Linked DNA regions of Sus scrofa: region 2 is linked to region 1. A link is a contact called in public HiChIP or PLAC-seq data. All regions are on one chromosome and are shown on one strand. The core of a region is the stretch at or near the end of the contact, and the rest is flanking DNA. Distances in the headings are between cores, read along the strand shown.

Evidence for each region. HiChIP or PLAC-seq counts read pairs in DNA pulled down with a chosen protein or histone mark.
Region 2: a contact with region 1 is called in an H3K27ac HiChIP or PLAC-seq map of alveolar macrophages. The contact joins the promoter of PARP8 here to the enhancer-like site in region 1. A contact is called at or near these places in 2 of 5 promoter capture datasets (fetal skeletal muscle and liver), 6 of 47 Hi-C or Micro-C datasets (adipocytes, alveolar macrophages, embryonic fibroblasts and 2 more) and 1 of 2 datasets of contacts at active chromatin or transcription factors (alveolar macrophages).

The regions. Positions count from the first base shown.
Region 1 is chr16:30,252,267-30,259,794 of Sscrofa11.1, forward strand. All of the region lies in intron 1 of LOC106506480 (a long non-coding RNA gene), which reads right to left. Among named protein-coding and RNA genes, the nearest start is that of PARP8, 49 kb to the right of the region's middle. Within about 2 kb of position 3,670, at least 5 of the 83 cell types and tissues checked have an H3K27ac peak or open chromatin away from gene starts, as enhancers often do. A contact at or near this core is called in alveolar macrophages and embryonic fibroblasts, where this site is marked.
Region 2 is chr16:30,302,119-30,309,646 of Sscrofa11.1, forward strand. PARP8 (poly [ADP-ribose] polymerase 8) reads left to right here and starts at 2,682. Exons shown (of 27, transcript XM_021076746.1): 1 at 2,682-3,022; 2 at 4,048-4,149; 3 at 5,117-5,171. The coding sequence starts at 2,992.

The DNA.
Region 1 (7,528 bases), core at 2,420-4,919:
CATTCAGGTGAGAAAAAGCAGCCAAGTCACCGAATTAGTTGGTAAACTTATGATTTCCGGGCTCCAAGTATTTTTATATTCTTTGTAATATAGTTGTTATTTCTTTGGGCCTTTCTCATATTGTACTTAACTAATCCCCAGGTAAGGAAACTCTGCCTAAGACAATTTCTCAATTATTTATTATTACCTGATAAAAACTCAGCTTCTTTTATATGTATTAGTAGTAGTCTAAAAATGACAGCTCTCAATGAACAGGATGAATCAGTTTGGGGACCAGAGACTCAAGTAATCACCATTAGGGAAACTAGCAAATAGTAGAAGCCTACTCAACTAGAGGGAAGGCAGGCAGGGCTGCGTCATGAAAATATTGGGGAAGCTTGTTGGAAGGGCAAGGGCTAATGCCGTTGATCTTTACACTTGTAAAATATTTTGCTTCTTGCTTCTGCTTGAATGCCCTTTGTCATTTATTATGACTGGATTTATAGTTCCAATAGGGTTGTACCTAGGGTTTTGACCATAGTGAGAACAAACAAATCACTGGATGGAGCTGAAGCCATAGATAAATGACATGGTAGGGATTCATGCACAGATTTGCTCTGTTGCCCTTTCAGATTTCTCTTACCATCAATCCATCTGGCTGGTGCTCTCTGAAGGTCATCAGAGGTCAATATAATTTCAGTAAGATTTTAACTGAAGGATGACCTTAACATTCAGTGACATTCAGCCCTGTTTATAAGTGAGAAGCCACACCCCTTGTTGAATGGTCACCTTGTGCATGAGTCACCCAGTTTGTGTCACGTTTCCCAACAGTGCTTATGCTCTGCTACATTAACCACTATTTCCATAGCCCAGCACCACCCGCCCCACTGATGATCCAAACAATCTGAATTATTTCTCTGTCTTTGTCAAGGCCCTCTCATTCCTTGCCTTTGTGTTCTTGCATACACTGTTTCTACTTGGAATGTCGTATATAGCTACTTTATTTTCCACTTCATCATTCCATCATCCACATGCTCTATAAATTATCTATCATCAGAACTGATCTTACTTGACTCTGCTTCAAAATGCTTTCCCTGAACTCCCCCTGAATTAACAGTTTTCTCTCCTAAATTACCATTTGTCATACATTAGTGCACACCTTCTCTAACTGTCATGAAATGGACTAGATGTGAAGAAGTTGGAACTTGAAATGAAATCTGTACTTATAAAGCAGACTCAGGGAGAATAGGCCTGGCTGGAGGTGATGGAGAGTTTAGATGATGTTTTCAGAATCCAAGGATGTTAACAACCAAAAACCAGTGCAAACCCAGGCAAACTATCTGTGCAGGGCCTAAAATTAGGTATTTCAAAGAGTAAAACTGACTTGAATTGTGTTAGAAATTGTGTTAGTAAATAGAAGGTGGACAGGCAGAGGTGTGGTACAAAACTACTGGGAAAAATGGCTGAGATATAACAAAACTAACACATGGCCCAAGTTGTTAAGAAATTAAGCCTCTTGCTGAGTCACTGAATCAATTATAGGGGCATAAGACAACATAAGAACATAGATTAGATCAGGGTTAGCAGTGAAATAATATTGAGTTCTGAAATAATGAGCTAGAAATATTTAAATCTTTCTTGCCAAAAGTAAAGGTAAATATAAAGGACATTTATTGGTTCTGGGTGAATTTCAGGTCCTTTGTTAGGAAGACTAGAAAAAAAATATTCTCTTCCTCTGAAAGTGAACAGTGAAGCATAAAATCCCAAATATAGCTGCAGGTTCCATCACCTACTGATTTGTGTGTATGGTGCATGAAAAGAAGGCTCAGAAACAAAAGCATATGGAAACACATAGAAGGCGGCATTTACTTGCAAAGAAATGTGAGAAAGTCAGACTTCAGAAGAGCCAGCCCAACAAATTAAAATACAGAATGAGTATTTTAAAGCAAACAAACAATATTATGAAGATTATCAAGCTCACATTTGTGTATTCATGGTAGAAATCAGGATTTTATTTTTTTCTTTTAAGGGCTGCATCTGCAGCATATGGAAGATCCCAGGCTAGGTGTTAAATCAGAGCCAGCCTATACCACAGCCACAGCAACGCCAGATCTGAGCCACATCTGCGACATACACCACAGCTCAAGGCAACACCAGATCCTTAACCCATTGAGTGAGGCTAGGGATTGAACCCACACCCTCGTGGATTCCAGTCGACTTCATAACCTACTGAACCCCAATGGGAATGCCCTAAATCAACCAATTTTATCATGGTTACCATATTCACAAAGTTCATGACATTTCTTTAAACAATAGCATTGCAGAGGTCAACTATAGAGTCGTCTTCATCAAGAAGTTAGCAACTTTAAAGAAATACTCAGTGACTAAAACTAGACAGTGACTTTTATTTTTATTATTTATATCATAGTGAAGTGTGAGGGGGTTTTTTTCTTTTTCTTTCTTCACTGGTGGGATGTGATACATGTGCTTACAACAGTGGCAGTGCCAGGTGTCACTTCTGCTTTTACAGTCCTCCTTGTGGTCAAGTTTTCTCCCCTATAGGACATATTTGTCTACCTGCATTTGCTTAACAATTTTCTCAATCAGTATTATTGATTTTATATTTTACTTTGACTCCATTTAATTTGCATAGATGTAACAAGAAACATTGATCAATAGATAATTACTTCTTTGTTTTTTTTAAATTGAATAATATGATACTATGATTCAAGAGTTCACTTCTGTCATTAGGTTTGTAAAGCCCTATGATTTTCATTTATTTTTATATGTTTATTAGCTCAGTTGAGAGCAAACTAGCCCATCCAATTCATCCCGCCTGATTTCATCTACAATATTTGTAATATTAAGTGTGTCCTTTTTATAAAAGATAACCAAATTTCTCACTGTTCTGCCCTGCCAAGAAGTGACATTCTTTCCGACCTCTAGGGCTAAGAGTCCCAAGTTCATAAGCAAGTATCAGGTCAGGTTCCTGAAGAATGTTGTAGGGATCACTTCTGCATGCAAAACATAGAACTTGTGTTTATTATTGGATCTGTCATCTAATTAAATGGAATTTGTAGCACAGTAATAGTAAAAACTTGATTTTTCCAATGATATTCGTGTAGAAAAGAAGACCAGTTCTTATGGAACCAACACAAATAACTGCACTATCATGAAACATAAAGGTCTTTATTAAAAGTAATTTGGGGGGAGGAGAAGTAATTTTGTATAAGGTTTAACCATTATAACCGATTTATGAATGTTTTAATAGACAAAGCCAAATGTTGCACATTATAATTTTTTACAAAATCATTATTTGTATTTTTTTCTTAGCAACTTACAAGTTTCAATTCTGTATGAAGAACTTTCGTAAGGTACTTTTTTCTCAACATTGAGGACTCAGAGTCAGAATGCTCCATTTAGTTTCTGCACATTTAGTCTCTTAAATCGAGGGTTAGAAATAGATTCAGAAGAAAGAAAAGGGGTTTCTTTCATGCTCATTAAAATAGAAAATTAAATTAACCCCAATTAAATCGCTTTATTAAGTCTCTTTAGTCCCAAGCAATTACTTCTTTTACTTGTCTTGAGCTATGCAGTCTACCTTCATGAATTCATCTGCTTCTACATTACAAGTTTTGGAAATCCTGACTCATTCACTTGGTATAGTCAGAATATTGTTTATGAGAAGGTCAGCTCATTCGGGAGGGCAACATCCATGAGTCAATTTCCTGTGGTATCAAGAATATCTACAGTGTCTGGTGCATTTCTTACTGAAGTTCTTTTGATATTGCTTCTAGAGGCCTTTAGGTTTGTTTTAAAGAGAAAAGAGATGTTGATAACAGACTGAAAGGCCTGGCTTATTTGGTGTTGTAGCAAGCAATATCACAATGGAAGAGAATGAAATTCTCTTTTGAGGTGTAATACATATTCATTTAAGAAAACTTTTATCAGCGAATACTATAAAGGAACAAGCATTGTAAGGACAGTTGGAGAATTCTGATATATCTATAGGCCCTTTAAATTCACCCCATAAAATATATATTATCATTGGCACCAGTTGATATGACTATTTTAAAAAAAATTAATTGGTGGATATGTATTGTACCAGTCTTTGCACATGACCATAAATATGTCTTTATCCAATCTGAAAAGTACATAATTATTGCAACATAGCCGTAATAAATCATGCATAATTATTGCAGTTAAGTAATCTAGGACTATTCAAAATTAGGTTTTCTTATATTGTGAGCTTGAAAAGCAGAACAACTCCCACTAAAATATTGTGCTAATTAAGAATATGGACAATGCAAAAATATGATCTTTATTTCTTATTTCTTCTTGCATATGGCTAGAAAGCAGAGCTTTGGGGCTGTCCAGTGGTTATCTAGGAAACCTAAAAATATTGTATGCAGAAAAGACATCTTGATAGTTTTACCATTTTGAGTTGGAGGGTTAAATTTTGGAAAAGTGGTCTCAAAAAGAGTATCGACAATAGAGTTTGCAGGGTGAAGGACCCTGACATCAGGAATCTCATGTGGGCTCCCAACTCAGTTCAGCATCCCAGCTGCGATGGATCCACACTGGGAAAGCACATCTTCTAAAAGGACAAGAGTCTCACCTAGTCCCCTGCAATTCCACCCCAGGCTCTTTTACCCCTGGCCCACTTTCCCCTTGAATGTCTGTCTAGGGATCAGGTACTGGAGCTTAAGCTGAGAGTTCATCTGTGAAGGGCAGAATTAAGTAAATGCATCTTCTTCTAAAGCCCTAAGTTTGGTTCCAGGTGTCACCACCAGTGATTTTCCAGCAGAGGTAGTAGAAACCTTGGACAATAGCAGCCAGACACTCCCCCAGAGGGTCTGTGGGTCTGGGCTTTCCCAGTATCAATGAGGGGGAAAGTTCATGTAAATGTGTCCCTACTTTAGGCTGTGTTTATGTGTGGGTCTCTGAACACAGGCAGCAGGTGGTGGGACACTTCTTTGAAAAAAAAAGAAAAGAGTCTTCAGATGACAGTTATTCTGCAAATGAAGAGAAAAGCAAATTATCCCAAATGACCAGGAAATCTAGAGCTTCCCCTTTGTCCCCAGAGGGTTCCCAGCTTTGTGACTGTAGCATCCAATGACCTTTACAAGTTAAAGAACAGAAGAGGTCAGAAAATGTTCCTTTGTTTTATTCACATGAGAATTGTTGCCCAGGGATTAGTCATAGGAGCTGTGTGTTCGCTATTCTACAAGAATTACATTAGACCTCAGTTCCTCTGTGTGACCACAAAATGAAGCTACTTACTGGGAACAGGAAGACAAGAAGTTCTGAAAACAATTCCTTATGAAGAATGAATTTTCAATATGTAGTAAGTTACACTGCATAAGTATCAGAATTCTCATAGTCTTGGTATATAAATCTCAAAGTTTTTAAGTAGTTAATTTTCAAATCAACAATCATAAATAGTAAACTTAAAGATATCCTTTGTGTCTTTCAGAATTTGACACAATTTTCTGACTTACAAATTGTTTACTTTCTGGCAGAAAATAATTTGTATTATGCCAAACCAATCTGAACATTAGTAGTTACCTGTACAATAAAAAATGCAGAAAATGTTCCTATTTTCTATATCTAGTTAAATGCATCATACTATTAATCAGCTTAATTCTCTCCAAATAGGGCAAAGTAATTAAGCCTTTCTCAACTCCATTTTTAACCAAAATGACATCAAAGGGGAATGGTCATGTTATTTAAAGCTGGTCCACTACTCTGCACTCCACTCTTACATGGAAATTTGATTATTTTACCACAAATGTTGTATCATTTATCATCTGTGCTTAGTTTATGCACCTCTTGAAAGACTTTCTAAGACTATAGAGATGTGTTGCTACAAATTTCTATTTCCTCAGGTGGCAGTATTGTCCTGAGTGTGAAAGAATGGTGTCCAAAGGGCTATTTCTAATCTAGCAAGGCACTGAAAAAGAAAGCAGAGGTGCTAAATGTGAAGTATACTTGTGACCTCAAGCTCTCTAATTGCTCTAGGCTTCTGAAAAAATAACTAGACTTTCAGTGCGATAAGTAGTCACAACTGTCTTGACTCAGGCTTACTCTTTAACACTCCAAGCCTAGGGGGGAAAAATAATAAATTTGAAAAGAAATATCAGAGGATGTAAATATGAATATATGTTGTAAGCTCCTAAAGACAATGAATAATTAAAGGCATAAATAAGCACAAGAGTAAGAAACACTGATAATTAGAAGCAATAAGACAAAATGATTATTAAAAATGAGATTTTGTTAAAGAATTATTCAAATACATAGCAAAAGCAAAAACATTGAGTGTCTCAACTAAATGAAGAAGCTTGCTCTCTGAAAGACAATAACTTTACTGTTCTTGCTAAGAGCAGGCTAGTATAGAGATTGGCTTATCGCACTATCAAAAACAAAACCCAAATACTATTATTTTTCTTAGATCATCTAAATAAGAGCTTCGAAAGCCCTTTACATTTTATGTATAAACTCATTAAAATTAAAGCAACTTAGTCAAAAAAATACTAAACATTGATTTGCACGTTTATTCTCATTATATGCAAGCATTATGTAACATAAATAAAGTTTACTTCCCTCAGATATTTTCCAATTGTTACACATTCTCAAATTTGTATTTTAAAGTTTAATTTGGCATTATGGCAGAACCATAACAATTTTACTTATAAAAAAAATTGTTCCTTTTTGCCCTGATAAAGAAAACACATTATCTTGCATGCATTTGCCTATATTCACACTGACTTAATTTCTTAAAGTAGTAAAAATTAACATGTGCACCAACAGGAGTTAAAGACATTTGTACACACTACTCATTCTCTTATCTGACATCACCCTATATCATAACAATAAGGTATGCTGATATATTAAAATTTTTGCTTGTGTATCCAGAGATTATTTGTGAATTATCTCAATGCAATATTAATACAAGTTCTTAAATTAAGTAGTATATTAAAATTTAATTTAAGCTGAAACATTACAGAGAAACAATAATTACTTTAAAATTTTGTTGGATATGAAATTTAAAAAGTTTTTTCCAGGAGTGTGTGATTTTACCTAAATGGTATAATGATTTGTAACCCTATCTCAAGTTCCAAGAACAAAACTTTTTTAAAAGACAGTAATTATTATATTCGTTTATGTTGGACCATAAAACCAACAAGGGCATTTAGAGGCTTCTGATTAATTAGGGTATAGTATAAAATAAAAAAAATTCTAGCATTAATTCTAACATTGTAATAAAATCAGGAAGAAAACTTAATTTATTTCCACTCAAACTATCAAACCATATGCATTTATTCAAGAATTTCCCATGATTAGAAATGTTAGTAAACTTTATCTTAACTAAATAGAAAGACACTTCAGTTTCGTTTTAAAGTAGCAAAGTCTTTAGCATTATTCAGTTCCTTTTATCACTTGCCTTCCTTTGCTTCTTATCATCTCACATAGCTACGAAGTCCATTAATTCAACTCAGAACTAAATATATAAGTACTTTTTCCTCTGAAGTACATACAGTTTGGTAAG
Region 2 (7,528 bases), core at 1,432-3,931, 49 kb after region 1:
AAGATTGCTAGAAAGGGCTGTAAACCTTTAATACTACCCTTGTGCTGCCCCATCTGACCTCAGATTACAGGTGTGGTAAAGATCAAATTCAGACAAACTTCACATCAAATCACCTAAAATTCTCCATTGTCAAGGCTTTGGTTTGCTCCTACTTTGCTTGCTAGACCAAACAGATGAGGTCAAGATAGCAGGATTAGTTTCTCTCAAAGCAAAATTACTAGCTGCTTTATGGAGAAAGAATTGCCCAAAGTCACTTGTTTCAGAAGAGGCCAGTTGGGCCTAGCAGAGATTTTGAATTTTATGGATTTCTCTCCATTACAGAGCAACTGCAAGAAGAATTTATATAAATCTAATAATTGAAAAGAATTTTGAGATTGCTTTCCTTCCAGGGACTTCCAATTTCTTTCAAAATCCTTCTTCCTCATAAAGGCCCTTGGTGACCCCTTCCCATGGCAACCCCTCAGACTCACTCTCTCCCTTTTCACTTTGATTCTACCCCAAAGGCAAATTATCAGAGCACTGCTTCCATGGCTGGCTGTCCCGAGTCTGCTGGGTATTCCCATGGGCATTTGCTACTGATGATACCCCTGTGCATTTGTGAAAAGGGGCTGTTCTCTTTGCTAATCCTGCTCCCACCCTCTTTTCTTAATTCCTATGGAAGAGCAGAGTGCAGGCTTTTACTTAAGACTTTACTGAGGGCTGGAATTCATTTGGGAAAGGAAGTTCAGTGTAGGAAAGGGAAATATAACTGCCACTAGAAGAGGCTATTTTGAGAGCCCATAGGCTCCAGGCCTCCTTCAGAATCCATTATAGGGCTTCTTGTTGGCTTAACCCTGGCCTGCTGCCATTAACAGGGCCAGTTTACTCAGCAGTGAGACTTCTGAACATTTATTTTCCTTAAAGTTCAGTTCAACAGCTGAAAGTTTGGAGAGAGGAAAAGGTTCATTGCCATCTAGGTCCCACCTTAGACAGCGAACTAATCCCTTCGTGCCTCAGTCTCCTCTTTTGTAAAATTGAAAGAATAATAGTAACAGCTTCCCTATAGGATTCTTGTGAATTAAATGAGTTAATATGTGGAAAGCGCTTAGAGCAGTATCAGGCTGTGCTAATACATTCTGGGTAAATGCAACTGATTAATAACCATGTCACACCATTGAACTTAATGCCACATTTCCATTACCTTGCATTCTGCAGTTGAATCTATTAGCATAGGTGAGGAACATATATTTTTTTCTAATAAATTCTATCTGTTAGCTTTGGTTCATTTTTCTAAACCAGTGGGACTGTTTTAGCTAGATTCTATCTTCCAACACATAATAATTATTTCCAATTCCTATGGCATACCACAGAAGTTCTCTCTCCTCACGGATAATGATTTATATTTTTTTAACAAAATGATTAAGGGCTTACTAAGCACTATGTTCCTGAGTCTATATGAGTATGTGTGTTCGTGTAAACACAAGTGTTTAAGGCAGGGATATAACCTCATCTCAAGGGTGCAAATAGTTTTTCATAAGACCACGAATAATCTAAATGTTTAAATAAGAGTCTTGAAATGAGACAGGGTAAATGGGATACTGGCTGTGAGCAGAATTTAAAGAATCTTACCATAAAGATCTAGCATGGGAACACTGATGCTTTGATAGTTTGTTTTCTCTAATAGAGAAACTTAATAGAAATGCATACTAGATAGAAGGGTTAGTTTTTATTTTTTTATCTAATCCCTTAAAACTTAAAAACATTTAAATATATCATACCTTAAGGGCATGAACAGAGTGAGGTTAGCTTTGTTTAACAAATACAGGGCAGTCTGTGAAGCTTGAAAAAAAATCAAATGTAGGACATTACAAGAAGGCCTATTTTATGAGTGAGTAGTAAACCAAGAGGTGATCCAAAACCAAACAAAGCAACAAAAAATTGGTAGCTTTAAGACTATTTTAAATTTATTTGTAGTAAGAGCACTACTTTGGGAATGCACTCCTGGGAGACAGACAACTAGAAAATAAATTCTTGTGAGTTAACAGATTTTAAGTTTTTAGACAAGTTAGAGCACAGAATGGAAGGAGGAAGTACACACGATTTTCAGTGTTCTGGAGAAGAGAAGAAAGTGCCTTTGGTAGCCAAGGGGCATAGACAAAGCCACATTCCCCAGGAAGGACTTGAACCTGTCCTGCCCTGGTCAGGAAGCATTTCAGGTGTGTGACTGTGCCTCTCCTACATCAAAGACTGCAGTGGTCCAGGTGACATAGAGGAATGTTTCCTCTTACAATTCACAACTAACATGGTGTGTTCTAGGCTGTATGACAAATCATTTGGTGTTTTCTTTCTGTAAGATAACTTTCTTTTTGCAAGAGTTGGGAGCATATGATCTCTCATTACTTTTGTCTCTCTAGAGTCTTTAAGAATCCTTCAAGGACCACAGTTGTTCCTACTTCTACTAAACAACACATTGTCACTGTCAGCATCAGCACTGTACCAATTAAGGGTCTGAGACAGTTTGACAACTCTTGGGTACTTGTACTGATAAAGAAGGGGTTTGAAGCTAAACTATCCATAAAGAAAAAAGGCTGCAAGGCAGGACCATTCACATATTCAGCCAACACCTCAGCCTGCCTCCTACATTCCAGACACTGCACCAGGCACTGGGGATGCAGAACCAAGTGAGTGAGACATGGTGTGCTCAGGGAGGCCATCCCAGGGGAGAAAAGATCAACAAGCAAAGTGCTGGTGGAGGCCTGTCCTAGGGCATATGGCAGTATAGAGACAGAACAGCTACATCAGCCCAAGGTGTCCCTAGGCAGAACAGAAAGTGAGGGTCAGGGCAGTATCTCATTTCTAAATAAGACAACAAGATTGTAGAAGCTTTCCGGTGACTGACTGGCCAAACAAACAAAAAACCCACCCAAAACCACGGATTTTTAAAGCAAGCCAAAGAGATATCCATCCTTCAGGGAGACCCTGGCACGTACCAGTTGATTCTACCAATTTTTCATGGACGGAAATACGGAGGAGGGAAGAACTGGTGAGTCTCTGCAAGTAGAAGTCCCCCAAAAGGGGCTGTGTTTCCTAAAGGACGCTCCGAAGGGGCTGAGCTAATTCCATCAGGGAGAAAAAGACTCTGGCAGTCAGGGCACGGGAGAGTGTACGTCTGGAGTCATTTCAAGGCTTTTTCCATCTTGCCTGATGTGGCAACAAGGAAGGATTTGTTCGTTTTATTTATTTATTTTCCATTTTAAACGATATTTCTTTTCCCTTTTCCCCGCTCCCAGCCACTCGGGTTTGGGTTTTCCATGTGACTCATAATCCCTTCCGAAAGTGGAGTCGAATTCATAAAAGTGCTGGAAGGAGAGGGGGCAGGCTGGGAGCCCCGGGGAGTCTTCACTACCGACGTTCCCACTCGCCCCCGGCGCGAGCGGCGGTCGTGCTGGGGAATCCAGCCTGCGCCCGGATGGCGGATACTATTAAAGCCCCCGCGGCCGGGACTGGGTGACCGGGCGGCGGGCGCGGCGGGCGCGGGAGGGTCTGCGGCGGGCGGCGCTGCAGCAGCCTCGGCACAGCCGCCGCCGCCCGCGGGCGCGAGTGTGCGCGGGTGTGGAAGGCCGGCGTGAGGGCCGCGAGGGGTGTGTGCGCGTGAGGCGGAGCGGGGCTCGCCCCTCGCCGGCGCCCGCCGCCCCGCCGGTGATCGCTCTCCGGCCGACTCCGGCACCCTCGGCCCCCCACGGCCGTTGGTCCGGGCGGGGGAGGGAGAAAGTGAGACTCCGTGTCATCACCATCCATTGTCAGGAGGGGAGGAAATTGGAATCCAGCAGCGGCAAGCAGCAGCTGGGCGGTCACATCTGGGCATGCAAAGCCGACCTCCCCCTCCTCCTCCTCCTCCTCCACCTCCACCACCTCCTCCTCCTCTCTCACCCAGGATCACTTCCGAAACCACTTCGCCTTCAGCCCCTGCCTCGGCCAGAGGTTTCATTTTTAACTGAATATTTACGAAAGCTGGAAGCGTGCGAGGGGGGTGGAGTGGGGTGGAAATAGCGGCTGCTTCTTTTCCAGGGATTTATTTAATGGGGATGTGTTCAAGGCAAGAGCGAATTCAGAAGGATATCGACGTCGTGATCCAGAAGTCCAGAGCCGAGAAGGACTGTCTGTTTGCAGGTGAGTTCTCGCCTTTCCAGAGCCTTAGTCTCAGCGCCTGTTTCCTCTGCCTGCCCGTCACCCCTTTTCCCAGTTTTCTGGACACGACGTGTGTGGCTGAGGATGGGGGGTGTAGCACGTCCCCATTCCGGGGTTCATTTGGCAACAGCTGCTGCAGCGGGAGCGGGAGCCAAAAGGGGGAGGGGGCGCCAACCTCTCCCCTTCTCCCCTCCCCCCTGTGTGGGGCGGCCACCAGCTTTGGGGGCAGAACCTTGGTCTCTCGAGCGGGGGTCTAGGCTGAGGGGCCGTGCATTGTATTTTTAGCCCCTGTGGACTCCTGGAGCGTCCAAACCCGCCTCTAGGGTTTCAGCAGCAGCGACCCAGCCAGCGGGTAGGACCCGCCGGGTTTGCGCAATGGACTGAGCGGCGGCGGCGGTGGCGGCGGCAGGGAATGGAGCCCGCTGCGCTGCGCCGCGCCGCGCCGCGCTGGCCGGCTGCGCCGGCGCCGAGGTCCCCCGGGGAGCAGCGCTGTGCGGATCTCTGGCCCCTTTAGTTCTCTCTAGTCCCCTCCGACTGGCAATGCAATGCCCCGGAAAGGGAAGGGATCCCCGGGGTTCCCGAGGCACCCCGCGACCCTGCCTGGGGGTCGCCTTTCGTCCATTTTGCTCCCGGGGGAGAGGGATTGAATTTTGCTTTTGCGGCCGCGAGCTCGGCGTGGGCCACTTCCGGCTGCCCCGACCGGGAAATTCCCACCGTTGCCATGGCACCCGGCACTTGTTGCGGGGGGGCGGCCTCCCGCTGCACCCTGCTCTGGGTGCGGAGCATCCCCCTCCTGCGCGGCGGGACAGCGGACCTCGGGGTTCTCCAGCCCTCGCCTCCTACCCCGCCAGGCCTCCCCTTGGCTCCATCAGATAGGGGGTCCAAGTCATAACCAGGGTTAAAAATCCACTCAAGGTGTAGCTTTTCTTAACAAGACTCTCCGTTTCAGATTTCAGATACTCAGACTCCACCTTTACTTTCACCTACATTGGCGGCCCCAAAAGGTATTTATGTGTATAGAGTTGCTTCATTTCCTGTTCAGAGGCTTGTGTTTCCTTTGTTCTTACCGTGTTCCGTGTTTGGGTATTTTTTTCTTCTTTTTCTTCTGCTGTTGTTGCTGTTCTTTGGCCACATGCTAAACCAAGGTCCCTTGCTTTTAAATCGCAGAGGGGAAATAATTGTGTTTGATTCAAGTGTTTCTAAGATCACATCGCAGACCAAAAGCAGAGAACTCTCACACTCTTCGTGTTAAAGCTGTTTGTACGGTAGTAGCTTGCTTTTGAGGCTTTAGGGGTTGACACAGGCGAGTACAAAACCTGAATACTGGGCATAAAAGGCATCAGATGTCACCGAATAGTTTGATCCACATGTGACGATTTTTCTGATGAGTTGGGGCTGCACATTTACATGTTTTCTGAAGGTTGACATAAACATTCAGTCTGCCAATTCTCCATACTTTTTTTTTTTTTAAAGGAGTTTTCATAGTTGGGAAGAATTTGGGAATTATATGTAGCTTGAGCGTGTGTAACTTCTTTCTAGAGTAGGAAGAATGAGATGCACGTGTAAATACTAAATTGTTAATGGTGTGAAAGAAGCCCAAATTCAATTTTGTGTTTAAGAGAAAGAGTTGAAAAGTAAGCATTAAAATATACCTCGCTATCTTCACTTGGAAGGTAGAATTTTCTCCCTATTGTGTCTTTTGGAGACTTTAAAGAACCATGGCCACATGTAAGAACTGTCAGAGATTTAGCCTTGAAGTTAGGGCTTGACTTTCAATATGATTTGATCACATTCCAAAATATCTCTTAGCTAATGGAAACATTTATGAACATATAAATTCCAAAAGAACCTTTCCTCTGGAAATACATTTTTTAAAAGCTTGGAATTAATACGAATCTTAAAAATGCTTAGGATCTGTGTTGCAGTGTGCATCCTAAAAAAGCTTTCATTGAAGCAGTTATCCAGTTTCCCATATGCACAGTATGCCTAAGCCTCAGGATTGGTATATTGATTTGATTTAATAGTTGAGAATAAAACATAAATAATATGTGCTTATTGGAGGAGAATAAAATCAGGGTCTTTCTCAATTTTCTGTAGTACCATCATTTTTGTTGTGAGCCACAGGGGAAGTCCTATAGTACCATCATTTTTGTATGAATAAAGAGAATAATTAAATTAGAGGAGATTCAGCTAAATTCATGCAACTATCCGAAGGATGTTGGTGTATGACTAATAAGCTCTTGGGTTATTTTAATATGTGTGGCCTACTGAAGACATTCCCTGTGTAGTCAGGTTAATATCTGCTTGAGTTATAGCTGCTTCACAATTGTTTTGGCTCCCCTTCTGAGAGGTGTGAACTGAGAAAGTCCTGGGTAAGCTTTTCACCTAATCAGCTTTATTATTTCCAATAAGATACTTGAGTTGTTTTGGCCTCAGGTTACTTATCTGTACAAGGAGGGGGGAACTTAATCTCTAAGATCTGTTAGATACCGCAGGAAGATTTTTTTTTTTAATCAGTGAATTACTGAACTAATGTTAACATTACAAGAGGTGGAGAAGGTGTGAATGCCTCCAAGAGCAGGGCCTGGATGTTGGGATGAATAATTAACTAATTGAGATAATATCAGTTTTCACGGTAGGAACAAATGCTGTGACTGCACTTAAAGTAAGAGATGTTTCCTCTTCTATGTCATCTTCCTAGGGGATAGTTTTTTCTTCGGTCCCTGATTTAAATCTTGGGGGACTTGTATGTCTAATAGGGAATAGCCTACTTTTTTAAAGAAGAAAAATAACTGGTACAGTTGTTGATGTGACCGCTTTGTGTTCCCAAAAGCTTGAAAAATAAAGCAATGTATAAAAGATTGTCTTAGTATAGTAGTAATAATATCTTTAATGATTACGCCTTTATTCCCCTGTAGCTAATGGCAGAAAATAAATTTTTGGAAAGAAAAAATACTGTTTTCAAGAACTGTATTAAACACATTAGAATCTGACATTTATTATGTGTTTCTCATTGCCATGTGTCAATCATGCATTTAAAATTCAAATATTGATTTAATGTACTTATCGTATTCGATTAATAGTGTCATTTTGGGTAAACTAGACTTAGTTCTCAATTTAAAAAGGTAGGCATCTCATGAAGAGATAATACAGGCTTATCTTGAATTCTGTTGTACTATCATTTCATCTAAATTGTTGAGAACATTAATTTTCAAGAATAATTTTTCGTTCAAGTCATAGATAAAGCTTCATATGCTATTTCCTCTCTGACACTTTCCAAGAATAATTACATTTTCTTCTAAGACAAACAATCTTACATGTTACTACTCTTCAAAAAAAGAAATAATACTGAAAATTTCGT